2 separate regions of the Capsicum annuum genome follow, and region 2 is linked to region 1. The links are chromatin contacts, called in public Hi-C maps. All regions are on one chromosome and are shown on one strand. Each heading gives the region's core, a stretch centred on a gene start, on an enhancer-like site or on the middle of the called end of the contact. The rest is flanking DNA. Distances are from core to core; before and after follow the strand shown.

What was found. A called contact is a pair of places that touch in the nucleus more often than the background predicts.
Region 2: a contact with region 1 is called in a Hi-C map of leaf, with 2.1 times the contacts expected there. The contact joins two enhancer-like sites. A contact is called at or near these places in 3 of 5 Hi-C or Micro-C datasets (leaf and pericarp).

The regions. Positions count from the first base shown.
Region 1 is chr6:219,828,738-219,836,000 of UCD10Xv1.1, reverse strand. LOC107875634 (DDT domain-containing protein PTM) reads right to left here. Exons shown (of 10, transcript XM_016722421.2): 5 at 6,570-6,954; 6 at 6,317-6,441; 7 at 5,752-6,218; 8 at 5,643-5,671; 9 at 5,076-5,540; 10 at 3,505-4,976. The coding sequence ends at 4,009. It overlaps LOC107875633 (AP-2 complex subunit alpha-1), which reads left to right. Exons shown (of 27, transcript XM_016722420.2): 19 at 85-327; 20 at 689-769; 21 at 845-1,009; 22 at 1,112-1,198; 23 at 1,278-1,403; 24 at 1,579-1,659; 25 at 1,763-1,834; 26 at 2,268-2,347; 27 at 2,432-3,090. The coding sequence ends at 2,576. Among protein-coding and RNA genes, the nearest start is that of LOC107875634, 8.7 kb to the right of the region's middle. Within about 2 kb of position 3,295, at least 4 of the 5 cell types and tissues checked have an H3K27ac peak or open chromatin away from gene starts, as enhancers often do. A contact at or near this core is called in leaf, where this site is marked.
Region 2 is chr6:219,902,248-219,909,510 of UCD10Xv1.1, reverse strand. It overlaps LOC107875629 (putative phospholipid:diacylglycerol acyltransferase 2), which reads right to left. Exons shown (of 6, transcript XM_016722417.2): 2 at 6,506-6,728; 3 at 5,495-5,778; 4 at 4,712-5,051; 5 at 4,038-4,300; 6 at 3,101-3,908. The coding sequence ends at 3,425. It overlaps LOC107875628 (protein saal1), which reads left to right. Exons shown (of 11, transcript XM_016722416.2): 6 at 77-228; 7 at 565-700; 8 at 963-1,047; 9 at 1,147-1,409; 10 at 1,688-1,824; 11 at 2,061-2,654. The coding sequence ends at 2,085. Among protein-coding and RNA genes, the nearest start is that of LOC107875629, 4.7 kb to the right of the region's middle. Within about 2 kb of position 2,775, at least 3 of the 5 cell types and tissues checked have an H3K27ac peak or open chromatin away from gene starts, as enhancers often do. A contact at or near this core is called in leaf, where this site is marked.

The DNA.
Region 1 (7,263 bases), core at 2,046-4,545:
TTTCTCGCACCATTATACTGAAGTGAGGATTTAATTATTTATCGGTGAGTATAAGCCCGCAATTAACATTTGCTACATGCTCAGGATCGTAACTTAGCAGATCAAGGGGAGACTGAGCCAAATGGAACTCTGAGTGTTGTGGATCCTCAACCTCCTTCAGCACCTTCACCTGATGTTCTGGGAGATCTTTTAGGTCCATTGGCTATTGAAGGCCCTCAACCTGATGGTGCCCAACCTGCCCATAATTTGGGCTCCGGTGTTGGCGTTGCTCCAAATGCAGAGGATGCACTAGCACTTGCACCTGTTGAAGAGACTGCAACTGTCCAGGTGCTGCCTCTGTCCAACTTTGGTTATTTGCTTTATCTTCTGGCTTTCATGTGATGACTTCTAAACTTTGTGAAAGAAAGATGCTGCCCTCTCCTTCTGTCTGGTTCTGATGGTTATTTAACTGAAATTAAATAAGCTCCAAGTAGTGTTTGGCTAGTAATAGGGGCCTTCCTGCCATGACCACAAATATATGTATCTGGCCATTGGAAGTTCTTTTAACTGATCTCAGTTTAAGTCTGTTATGATCAACATTTCAAATTCAGAGTTTTTTTTTTTTGCCGCATTTATAATCTCACTGCAGTTTCCCTCATCATCTCTAACTCATGCTTTTGACCATCTTATTTATGATTCATGGTTGTAGCCTATAGGAAATATTGCAGAAAGGTTTCATGCCTTGGTCCTCAAAGACAGTGGTATACTGTATGAGGATCCTTATATTCAGGTACTTACTCTTTTTTTTGTTTCTGTCCTTGATAGACTTTTCAGCACGTAGTTTATTTTATTTGCATGATTCCAGATCGGCATAAAAGCAGAGTGGCGAGCACATCATGGAAGACTAGTCCTCTTCTTGGGAAATAAGAATACGGCTCCGCTTATTTCGGTTCAGGCTCTGATATTGCCCCCATCTCATCTAAGAATGGAACTGTCATTAGTACCCGAAACAATTCCTCCTCGTGCACAGGTTAGGTTATTATTGCGCTGCTATTAGGAGAGGACTTCATGCACTTTGTCCTGGTCAGTCTTTTTTCATCTTTTGATTACCTAGTGAAATGAACTCCTGCAGGTTCAATGTCCTCTCGAAGTAGTCAACCTCCGTCCAAGTAGGGATTTGGCGGTTCTTGACTTCTCATATAATTTTGGGGCGCAGTTGGTATGAGACATTTATTTTCTGATCATCAATTCACTGTTCTTATAGTTATATGTGTATTCATGTAGATGTGCATTTACAGGTCAATGTTAAACTTCGACTTCCTGCCATCTTGAATAAGTTTCTTCAGCCTATATCAGTTTCTGCAGAAGAGTTTTTCCCACAGTGGAGATCACTATCTGGGCCACCATTGAAGCTCCAAGAAGTGGTATGTCTTTTTCAATTCTTGCTTGACTTGGGGAATATACATATATCCCTACAATCTATATGTACGAGAATAAGAAAATTAATAGTAAAATCTGGAACTTTCTCTACCTTTGTATATGTAGTTTGCATTGTAATCCCAATTACCATCTCTAACTTAATTATCAAATATGGACCAGGTTAGAGGTGTAAGGCCAATGTTACTTCCGGAAATGGCAAACTTGTTCAACAGTTTACGCTTGATGGTTTGTCCAGGGCTAGTAAGTTTTTGATCTTTAATCTTTCTTCAATTTTGATTCTGTCCATGTGAATTATGGGTTCCATAATAATTCATTAAATTGCACTTTCTGATTTCTTATTCAGGATCCAAATGCAAATAATTTGGTCGCTAGCACAACTTTCTACTCTGAGAGTACACGAGCCATGTTGTGTTTGGTAAGCTAGAGGTCTTGTGGTTTCTATGCCTTAATGATTCTGTTAAATGACCTTAGTGGGAAAGTGATTCAATTAGATATCGTATGACTTGTATTTGTATGATTTCAACATAACCATTCATTGTCAATTTTGGTACCTTGTTTTTTCATTTAAGAAAGATCTATGCTGAATATATAGCAGAAGAGGTTATTGTACCTTGCTCTATTTTGTTCTTCTTGACCAAATGTTTAGTTCTTTCTTGGGGTTGAAAAAAAAATTTGCATTGCAACTGTGACTGAATAGAGCTGTTCACAATCTTTTACAATAGTCTCTAGCAAAATTGTCATTTCCTTCTGATGCATGTTCTTTCCTAGGATGTCAACAGTATAATGTATGGTACAGTCGAAACTATAGAACCATGCAACTATTATCTAACTGCTGTTGTTGTATACAGGTAAGAATAGAAACAGATCCAGCTGATAGAACTCAATTGCGTATGACAGTTGCTTCTGGAGATCCTACTCTGACATTCGAGTACGACCAAAATGTGCATTTGTAATGTGACTTTTGGTTCCTTACCAACGTACTATTAACTTTTGAACTTCCTTCTCACTGTAGGTTGAAGGAGTTCATTAAGGAACAATTGGTTTTTATCCCTACAGCCCCCACAGCTGCTGCACCACTAGTTCCACCTCAACCTCAGCCAACCTCTCCACCTCCACCAGTATCAGACCCCGGTGCGCTACTTGCTGGTTTGCTTTAAGTGGTTTCCAATTTGTGGTGGACTTTGACCACAAACGACAGCTGTAAAATTTGTTTATATTGCACACCCACACGTCCCAAATACAAGATGGACATTGAGAAACGGGATGCCAGGGCTGGCGGAAGAGAGGGTGAGACTTCTGATCGACATATCATAACATTGGACTTCTGGGACGTTAAATCGGAGTTTTGAGATTCTTTTGCACAAATATCTTGTGCTTTTGTGAGGTCTGTAGTCTTTAGATGTGAGGGTCTATTTATTCTTTTCTTTCTTTTCCTTAAATTTTATATTTGCCTTTAGTCAGGCCTTACACAATCGGTTCTCTAGCATTAATAACTCGGGGTGTTTGTAAGTTCCACATTGGTTTGTCCCTATGTATTTTAGTTCCCTATGATTATAATTAGGAAAAAAGATACAGAGCGTCGATTGAATTTCTTGCCCATTGTTGTCTTGAAGATGTGTTAAAGTGTGTTACATGATAAAACTCAATAATCTAAATGGAGCTTATGCTGAAGAAGTGTTTGTTAATTCAACAGCACATAGGATTATTTTGCATTTCGCTATTGCTTGTCTTTATCTCTGAAAGCTATTAAGGCTAATGGATGAAAGTGCAGCATAAAAGAACCATTGTGTCAGAGTGATACCTGAGTTCTGTTCACACTTCTGATGCTTTCTAGCATACTGATGTCATTCTCAAAGATTTGACTTTACATCGTAACTGAACGAGACGTGGAGAATAAAATATTATGGTGGTGGTCATATTAAGCTGCACTATAGTAGTCGTCGAGCTATGCAGAAAGCAAAAGATAACAGAACGACGTGATGGATCATGCTACCATATGATATCGTTAATTCCAGAAGAACAGTCGAGATAAAGAATGCAGTAGTATTTAAAATTCTAGGCAAGGTTGGTGTACAATTGCAAAGATAAGAAGAATCACTTGATCATTTGACTGTAAAATCATAAGCCACCAAGTACATAAATTCTATCCATCACAAGTGTCCCATTTCAGTTTAAATTTATAGTTCTTCCGGTCATGTTTAAAAAAATACTATAAAGAAAAGAACTGGTACCTGTAGACCTCTTTTTACAGTAAAAATATCAGATAAGCACCAATGGAAAGGGTTGCTTATCCGTCAAGGCTGGAGCAAATTACCACAACCTCCTAATAATCTTTTCCTAAAAGAATCTGTGCATGATTAGCTTTTCTGAATCAACTCATCACAGGAAAATTATACCCTTTTTACGACAAAATCAGTCCTAACCAAACGATGGAACTTGATTAAAAGTTCCTTGGCAGACATCACGAGTGGCTTGCTCATTTTGATTCATTCTCCAATTGTGATGTAAAGTATCAATGGTAAGCCCCTTCAATCAGCCATTATGCATGCCCAAGATGCAACACCTTACATAGTGAAGATTCAGCAACAATTATCTCCATTCCCTACAGTTGCCACACTTCCAATCATCTTCTCCAGACTCCTCTTCATTCCATGGTGAACAATAACGGTGGATCCATATATCACATGTTTCACAACAAAGATCAGGGAGTGGTTCGTTACGTGAACACATCTTACAAGTAACTGCAAAAGCATCAGCAGATATTCTGCTAATTGCAGACTCGTGCTTGACATAAGACGTATCAGCATTCTTATCAGGTAGAAACCTTGATGATGTTTCACCCTTCTTGTTTAAAGTGGCTAACGAGTCAACTCCATCCAATGGACCAAGATCATCAGATGCAAGTAAATCATTGAAAGCGAAACATGTCTGAGGCTCAAACTCCATATACTTGCATTCATGACCATCTTCGTCGGAACACTCCCTTGAAGTATCCATTTCAACTATAGAAGGGGTGAATAAATCAACATTTGATGGAGTATTTGCAAAAGGAGTATCTGAGTCCTTCTCAAGTCTTACATGTGTCCTTACTAGCTGTCTAGCAGCCAGTTCAACATGAATTGGCATTTCTTCTGTAGGAACCATTGTGTTTCCTCCAAGAGGAGTGGATAACTCAGAAGAAGATTTCAAATCAGTATCATAAGTTTCAGCATTCAGTTCACAATCACCCACTGTAAAGTGCTCAGTAAGCTCTGCAACAGTGGAAACAAGAGGCTTATTATCCTCTAAAGATGGGGATACCTCCACAGGCACTGCTGGAGTGCTGGTATTGTCATCTTTCTGTAGCTCTGAAATGACCCCAGAATCAGGCTCAATTCGTCGACTATCCCTCTTTGAAGCCCTTGCACACGTCCTCTTTTCCTCTAACTGTCTTTTGCTTTCTGGATCTAAGAAAGGGCAGATGGGCATCCTAATCCTACGACACTTGCAACATTTGAACCCCACCACTTCAGAAATCTTTGATTCCTCAAGTCCGACAGCTTCAGCATGGAACCAAGCTGCAACTCAAAAGATTAATTGTCAACCCAAAGAAAGGTGGTAACCAATACACTCAAGACAAAAAGAAAAAAAGATTCCTGCATAGAAATAAAACTTACATTCGCATGATTCACAATAGATGTACATTAGATAAGGATCATATGGCTTACGGCAAAGGCGGCATTTAGGTCTTAACGAATCAGTATCTGGATTGCCTCTCAGAAGAATGTTTTTAAATCTAAAATCACCAGTACCCTCATTCTTCTTTCTCCAAATAACACCCCAGTGTTGCTTCCAGCCTGTAGCCAAATTTGTACTAGCATGCTTCACCTTAGAAGAATGCTTTAGAGTCGTACTGGATGCAGATGGATTACTAGAACTACCTACTTTTACTCCTTTTCTGGCTGACACTGGAACTGGAATATCTTTTCCTTGCATGAGTAAAGGACTAGTAGGAGATTCATGACTACTTTCAGATTGTGTTGAAGTTCTCTTCTGGTAACACTGTTTGCAGGAGGCCATAAACTCAGTCTCCTCTTTAGCAGTAACTGTTGAATTAATTGTGCATCGCTTGTGACATAGACCTATAAGAAACATTCTCAAAAGTTTAATAGGCCAATTGCTGATAGACAGACTGATGTGCGAGCCAAAAATAACAATATCTTAAGTAGCTGATCAACTGGTACCTTGGCATGTAGTGCACTTGATCGTGTTCCTGGAGAAGCAGGATCATATCAATAAAGGATTGTGTAAAAGAGCTAAAAAAGAATTTTAAAATATACATTAAATGGGTACCTGAGTAACACGTCCACTTCACATGAAGCACAACAATGCGTAGCATTGCCATCTCTCTTCTGCGCAAGATAAGAGAATATATCTTTACAAGAAGCCACCAAGAAGCTTTTTTGCAACTTCGGAAGTGCATTAACGAACTTGTTGGCTGAGGGGAGATCTTTTACCAAGTTTTCTTCATAATCTTTTATTATATACAAAGGAATCCGTGACTCAGAAAACCAATATTTTTCCTTTCCCCCATCCTGGCTTGGCTCTACTTCTATTGTACTCTTCTTGACACGAGATGGGAGATGCTTCTGATTTCCAAAAGCAACACTATATCTGACCACATCTCCGACAATTCTTTTATGACATATGGAAGCATTTCTAAAGGCATATGTTTTTGACTCAGGACCTTTTCCATCTAGGAGGGTCTGTTCAGGACTAACAAGATCACTCCATCTCACATGCATATCGAGGTACCTAACCTGTTGCAAAACCAAACCTTGTAAGAAAACTTAGCCTGACTCAGACTTTTCTGTAGAAAGAAAGGAACTAAATCATCTATTGCAATGTCATAAATCACCTGAAGTGCAAGTTGTGATGTTGTCTTACACAAATCAACTGCAGCTCGCCAAGCCAGTCGCCTGCTTCTTTTGGCAGTGTTGGACCCTTCATCATAATAAATACCAGGTATCTTTCTCAGACCACCTGCTCAAGTAAAAGTTGTTAGTGTATTCTCCCAGCTCCAAAATTTTTATTCCACTGAATTTATGAAAACAAAATATATTAAATTTTCTATGGAGGACAAACATAGGTTCATTGGGTACACAAGATACCTTGGCGCGCTGCTTTCTTCAACACTGATCGGGCTAGAGTATGGAAGATAAGCTTCGAGAGCATGCTTCCACTCCACAAAGTGAAGTCCTGTTTATCTTTGAAATCATCAGCAGTTACTTTAACCATTGACGATGGTTTCCTACTCCGCCTCCCTGATTTATGCTTATGCGATGAGTCCACAGCACCAGCAGTTGAATGAGCGATGACAGATTCAGATGCTTTAACCATCGACGATCGTTTTCTACCCCGCCTCCCTGATTTATGCTTATGAGATGAGTCCACAGCACCAGCAGTTGAATGAGTGATGGCAGATTCTGATGCCCCACCATCAACGAGCGTAAACCAGTCACCAGAAAAAGCAACAAACCGGATATTCTCCTCAAACTGCAACACATACACTATGTTCTTCAGCATGAAGAACATACTATGTATAGGCAACATCTTATGTAAATAATAGTTATAATCTACAATTGTATCCAATAGCACTTTGGAAAATCAACAGTTAGGAGTAGAAAAAGTAGGATAAGGCTTCTTATTTAAATGTAAAGTCACCAGTTTATAAATAGAGTAACAAGTATTCAGTTCTTATCACATAAATTTGTAGAATATCAAATCAACAGTGCAACTTAATCAAATTTGGATTTTGCAGTGTAGTATTTATGCCAGATTCATTATTGAATTCAGTTTGACGAG
Region 2 (7,263 bases), core at 1,526-4,025, 74 kb before region 1:
AAATATCTTTTGTGTTGCTTTCTATACTGTTATTGCTCAGCATTTGCATTTGATGTAAATTTTTTCTTCTCTACAGAGCATTAATCTTCTCTTAGCAATAGCAGAAAGTAAGCAGGATGTTGTTGCAATATTGCTACCACCACTGTTTAAGTTAGGCCTCCTAAGAATTCTGGTTGATCTCCTATCTGTCGAGATAAGCAAGTTAATGGAAGAAAGATCACCTGAAAGGTCTGTCCTTTCTTATCTTGGGTTGTCCTTTTCAAGGAGAAGCTGTTTAATTGTTTCTCCATTCACTGCTAATATGATTGCTAATTATTGCATACATATCTTCAGGACATTATTACTTGGCATGTTATACTTTTCTTTAATATTTTTCATGTTAAACTTTATTTGTATCATGTGCAGTCAATAGAACATAGAAACATATCGCAATTCATCATTGTTCGCAGTCATCCTCCTTCCCTCCCTCACCCCTGGCCCTCATGCTCTAATGCCCATGCATGGGGGCTTCCTTTAAATTATCATCTGTGATGAACCTTCAACTGATTTGTGATTATGTCTCAGGTGTTCTATTCTAGATTTGATTCTTCAGACTATTGAAGCACTTTCTGTCATTGATGATTATTCACAAGAAATCTGCTCAAACAAGGAACTCTTCCAGTTACTTGTTCAGTTGATCAAGCATCCGGATAAAGCTGAGGTATGATGTTAACAACTGGCAGAACCTTCTCATTTATATCCTTGCGTATTACAAATTGAGCTAAAGATCAGCGAAAGCACATTTTCCCTTTTTATGGATCTAGCAAACAACTTGGGAGAATAAAATGTGGAAGTAAACAATAAAATAGGTGGCATAGAACTTTATCTATTAAAACAAAAGAAGAAGAATCGTGGTGTAGAAACATTATAGCAATATTTGAGTTCTTAAGTAGAGGAATTTTTAATGTATGCATTGCCTGCAGTTTGCCCACTCTTGCGTTACTGCTTCAGTTTTGACAGCAAATATTCTGACTGATGCAACTTATCTGGCTTTGGAGATATCACAAGGTGAGAGTTCATAATCACATCAACATATGCTAGTCTGATTTTGTTGGCCTTAGTTTATGTTAATTTATCAAATCAGTAATGACTCCTGGATTATTTCAGACAGGCTTTTCTTACAGGGTTTAGTTGATGTGTTTCCTTTTGCTTCTGATGATATCGAAGCACGAAGTGCAATTTGGAGCATTCTTGCAAGGTTACTGGCTCGAATTCTGAAAACTGATATGAGTCCTTCAGATCTGCACCAGCATGTCTCAGTTCTTACAAGCAAGTCAGAGGTGGTTGAAGATGAACTTCTTAACTACAATGTTGATGATTCCAGCGAAGACCATAGAGGTTCCACCAAATTAATATCAAGAACATTTGCTGTATCCTTTTTCATATATATATTCAGAAATATTTTCTTCTTTGGAGATGAATGAATTTTCTTAAGTAAACCACTATCCAATGGTATGCTCACTGGTATCCACATTTCTTTTTCTAAAAGTGATGTTACCTTCTGGTAGTATTGGAATGGAAGGTAGAGCACAATAATGCATATGGAGGATTCCCATAGCGAGAACCAACTAGTTTGGGATTGGGACATAATTAATCAACTGATTTATATATTACATTCCGAATTCTGTTATCCTTTATTGATGAATAGCTAAACCGAATTGTTGAAATTTTAAGTCAATGGAGAACCCTTGATGACCACTTGAAGGAAACTCTTTCTATGGAGGGATGCTATGTCAGTGAAAGAGATGTCGATAAAATGTTGCACTACTGTTGCAAATATGCCAAGTAAGACCTATTTTTACTTTCTATCCTGTTACCATCCTATATGTTATCCAGACGTGCTTGAGAATTCTTATGCTGTTTGGAGATTTTTGACTGTTTCGTAAACCAATTTCAGAACTATCTCTTCCCTATCTTGTTTCATGGTTGTGTTACTACTTCATATGAAACGAGCAAAATGTTTGCTAAGCTGCTTTTACAATCTTCATTTCAATGTTAATGATTTACCCTGTTCCCCACAGGTCTACTGCAGGAACTCATGGATGATCCAATTATTGACAAACGATGAAGTAAGATAGTGCTCATCTATCTTTTATCTGGCAATCTTGATTCTCGGGGTAATACAGCGAAGCAGGAATCACCTCACTTCAAGATATCTCTCTGGAAGGATTTGCGGAGAATGTGTGGTTGCCTGATGTTGTAAAAGTGTCACAATATACAAGTGTTGGCTTGTTTAGTATCCTTGAAAAGCTCTTCTTTTTGGATGAGACTTTGTCCCAGCTTAGTGTTTAGCTATCCTGCCCTCTAGCTACTTGGGAGTTGTCCCTGATAAATACAGGTAGCTTAGGTAGCTCGAGAAAGTGTTCATTACAACAGTCCCATTTGGAGATTATCGCCATTCCACCCACCAATCCTTGTAGAATTGTTCCAGAGCATTGTGCAGTTTGCCTAATTCGCTTTAGTTGATTATTCTATTTGGTGGAAAGAAAAAACAAAGAGTTTGGCAGTCCAATGTTTTTCTGTAGTATGTACATGATCTTACACTTGTTTGTTTATACCTCAAGACAAAATTCTGGACTTGTTAGTGGTCTATGGAAAGAGCCAACTTTGTTCTGTGGATTGACTCTTTAGATTTTATTCATTGCCTGCCAATGACATGATTTTGACTCCAAGATTTCAATAAGGTTATGATGCATGCGACGATTTTCTTGTTGGTAGCGTGGATAAAACCTGGTTTTTTCTCATGGAACGGGCAGTTTTTTTTTTTCCATCTAGCAATCTGTAAGAAGAGGCTTTGGAACTCGAACTTTGAAATGGTACTCAAAGTAATTTCTCTCTTAGATGGAACTTGATTAGTAGAAAAAATAAAAACAAAACTATGTATCATCCAAGTGTTCCTTCAGTAGTTTACGTCTAAAGTAATACCGTTCAAAAAATTTAATTTCGGCTCTGCTTTTGTAGTTCGCAGCAAGATAAGAATTTTAAGTTTTCACGAGTGACGCCCCAGGCAAATGTTACCTTGTCCAAGGCAAATGTACTTCAAAAGAGAAATTTACCACAATGATCGTTAACGCCTGAGGAGTTTTACTCAACTTGATTAGAGAAACTGAGAATTTATCATTAGTAGATTACGTAGGTCAGAAATTAAATGCTACTGTCTGAGTTAGAAACTTAGAATCAATGTCAATGTTGCCCCATAACCACCTGATTTACCCTGATTCTTTCTTGGAGCTCTCTCAAGTCATTTGTCATAAAAAACCTATCAAGTTTGTCTCCTGAGTTGTGTCCGGCAACGCCATTAACAACACTAGCGTACTCATCTTTACTCCGACATCTTTTAAACTCTTTCCCGACCTGTACTTTGTTCTTCATCATCCATATACTCTCATAGCTGAATATCTATCTGTTCCGACATTTCTATGATACCCGAATAAATTCTATCACCACCTAACTCTGTACCTGAGGCACCAGCAGCAACTCGTAGAACATCCTCGATCAAGGCAAAGTTCCCAAGAATGTCAACATGGGTACCACTCTCTGTGCCTCTACCTTCTAGCAGACTGGATGGTGGCTTGTGCTGGTATTCTCTTACGTAAGAAGCAATGCCCGAGGGGTTGAAACGTGTCTTGCCTCGCCATCCTTTTGCGCACATGAAGCCAGCACTTAAGACTGGTACGCTATCATCGCCATCGACAAAGTATACTCCACCACTCAAGCAGCCATTATGGCTTCCGTCTGCAGAGGTATCAATTTGAAGAGGAATGCTCTTGCATCTGTCAGAAGGTGACATCTTGTAGACATACGATCTTTCCGTGGGCATTCCCACTCCATATGAACAGAAAATCTCCATCTCAGGAGCATCTGGCAACCTGAAAATGGAAGATTGGCTTCATTAGTGTATGGTTGGCTTATTGCATCAGAATTAGTAAAGTGACAGAGGTGCGTTCAATGAAGCAATAGAATGGGGGACAGTAGATTCACTACATATTCACACTTACATGGTTTCAAGTGGATTTGACCAGTACTTGTAATGACTATATTTTGGATCTTCCAAGTTCTCTGCTAATCCATGGGAGAAGTGTGCCTCAGCACGCTGCATCGCTTTTGGTGCTACAAACCTGAGGAGATGTATTAGAGTTCTTGCCGTGTAGGCTTTGTTTTCAGTCACTCTCTTGATGTTCTCTCGACTCATCTCATCATACTCTGTCAACAACTCTTCACACGATGTGCTGGAAACAGGCGCATACTCATGCACAAATTTCTGTTAATATTCAACAATGCATGCAGAGTCACTAAATGACGGACTGGAGAGCAAAAACTACTATTTATTCTGTTTAAGTTACACCACCACCCTAAAAAGAGAAAAAAGATTCAGTTCCATGCATATTTAGTGAATCAGAGGAATGAAAGAGCAACATAAGACATATTATTGTTAAGCCGTTAAACCTTTAGTCGTGATGATTCATATTAACCGACTCAAACTAGCTTCAAATTGAGGCATTGTTGTTGTTTACGGTCGAGAAATCCCCTCTAGTGTACTCAAACCAGTAATACATGTTCACAGCGATCAGCAATCGTTTTAAGTCTTATATAGTCTATTATCTTCTCTAAAATAGTGAATGACATATCTGAATGCAAATATCAGGCAGAAGGTAGAACTCGAAGCTGTTACCTTTGGATCAACAAAAGAGAGCTGTGAAGAAGGTATCTCGGACGCTGTCTTCCCAAATGATATTAATCTTCCATATTTCACCAGCTCTTTTACCTGGATACTCCTCCGAGGGTCAGTATTATTTCCGTCGTTCTCCTTTGAAAAGGAACGCAGGTATTTGTTTTTTGCTGAATAACATACATTTTCTTCTTCCGGAGACCTATTCAGGTCGCCCCAGATTGTCTCTCCTCCTTTGGGTAGCAATGAAACGACTGAGTCCCATGTTCGAAATACCCTCATAACATGTTGAAGGGTCTGAAAGCCGAAGGTCTCAGAGTCTAACAGACCAGGAGCCATGGCTCTGCAAAAGTAAAGGTGCCGAATACATTATTTGGTGGAAAGGAATTTCAGCTTTCATCAGTGCCTTCAATTTCAAAGCCAAAGAAATTAGTTTGATCGAGAAGCTCCAACATGGAATTTTGAGTTCTTAAAAAGTTATGTTTCACACAGCAGGTAAAAGATATTTAAATTTCCTTCAAATGAGAAATAGGAGGCACTATACGCAGAATAATTCCTCTGAGATCCATGAATGATAATTGCCGTCCCAATATCAAACTAGCTAACCAGTGCGTAACGAACCTATATTCAGACAACCATGCAAAAATAAACCGTGCCAATAACACTTGGCAGCAGATTAATAAAGTTATTTCTTACAAAAAATGGAACTTCTCTGGGCAGATGCTATAAATAAGAAAAAAGTAAATACACAAAAGAGGATAATGCTGGATGAAACACAAGACAAACCTGATAAACGCAACATCTTTTCCCTCAGCAGACAATATATTAGCAACAGCCTTTGGAACTCCAAGAAATGCCGGACCGATATTCATGATTGCTTTGATGTGCTTGGCACACCAACCTGGTCCACCACCCCCTCCAACAGGAGGAGATGCTTCAACCCATTTAAGGAAGTGGAGGAAATAGGTAACGCCCATCGAGTGAGGCACTACCACCACTTTCTTGTAACCATTTGTTACATACAAAAGCTCAATTTTTCTCTTTAGTCTGCTCAAAGATTGGTCTCTGATCTGCTTGTTTCCAAAATTAAAAAATAAATAAAAAATGCATCAGAATGACCTCTATCTAAATTCAGACCAGTGACAATGTTCTCAAGAAGGAGAAGCATCTCAAGAAACCTCAAATGGCGGGATTTCCTCAGAACTTTTCAATCAAATGAATGAAGAAATTAATTTTTCTTTCATTTAATATAGATACGTTCTTTTATATTTGTAACCACTAACATAAGTGGAGTGATAAACAGTGTGGATTCATAGGGCCACCCCAACTTGCTTGGGATTGAGCCATGGTCGATGTTGTTACAAGAACTGCTGCAGAAATCAATGTAGTGGAATTATAGACTAAATTCCATTGAGTACTTACATAAAGTGTATACAAGTCAAATTTAATGTGACAATGCTGCAGGAAAGAACAATTTTTCAATCAAAAAGAAAGGAAAATCCCTCAGTTTCAATTTGTTTGTCCTGTTTCAACTTGGCACTATGTTTAAGAACGTAACGAAACTTTTTATCATGTGGTTTTATTAAACTACAAGATATGTTGAATGCACCAAAATGTCCTTTAATCTTGTGTCTTTAGACATGTCATGTGGAAAGATGAAACCAGAGAGTTGCCTAAAAAGGAAGAGAGACATCTTTTGTAAATGCACTTAAAAGAAAAGTAAAACAAATAAACTGAAACGGGAGAGTAGCATTTGCTGCTAGATATCGACTATAATGACCTGAATGACTCAGATACCTCTGTATTTTGGAAGGATAGCCGCCAGTCATAAGAAGCCATGTACATATTCTTCTGTTCATATCCAATCTTTGCCAAATTTTCAATAAGAATAGCCCAAACAAAATAACCAGGAGCAAAATAATCAGCTGCAACTAATCCTGCAACTGCACGCACTCGAATCCCCGGTGGATCAAGCCCTGTTTCATTATCCAAAGATAGGTGCTCCAACCAACATAATGGCCTAGTTCAATTGAAGAAAGGTTTTCAACAGATAGTTAAACTCTCAGCAAAAATTTAAGCTTTCTGATTGAACCAAAGGTAATTCCAATTCTGCAAGGGCTAATTTCACGAATTGTCACTGAACTTTATCATTATAGTGGGTAAAATACAATTACTTAATGTGACAAAACATAACTTTGTAAATTCACTGTTATACTAATAGATAATGTCTGTCATTCTAAAGTCCAACTACGAGCTTTTTAACTGAAACAACATAGATATATGTTATGGCAGCTGGAATTACAGTGGTGCTGGCACTCCAATGAATCCTCGGATTCAGATTGTACTGATTCCAATTACCATACTCAAAGAGTCCACTATTGCTACTCCTTCTGTCCTCCCAATTTATGTGGTACTTTTTGCTTCTCGCGATTCTAACTGACTAATTTTTTTAAGCTAAACTGAACTATATCAAATTAAAATTAATACATTCAAAATATGCACAAGAAGCACCCTAAATTGCAATTCTTTCTTGCTACGAGAAGTGTCACATAAAT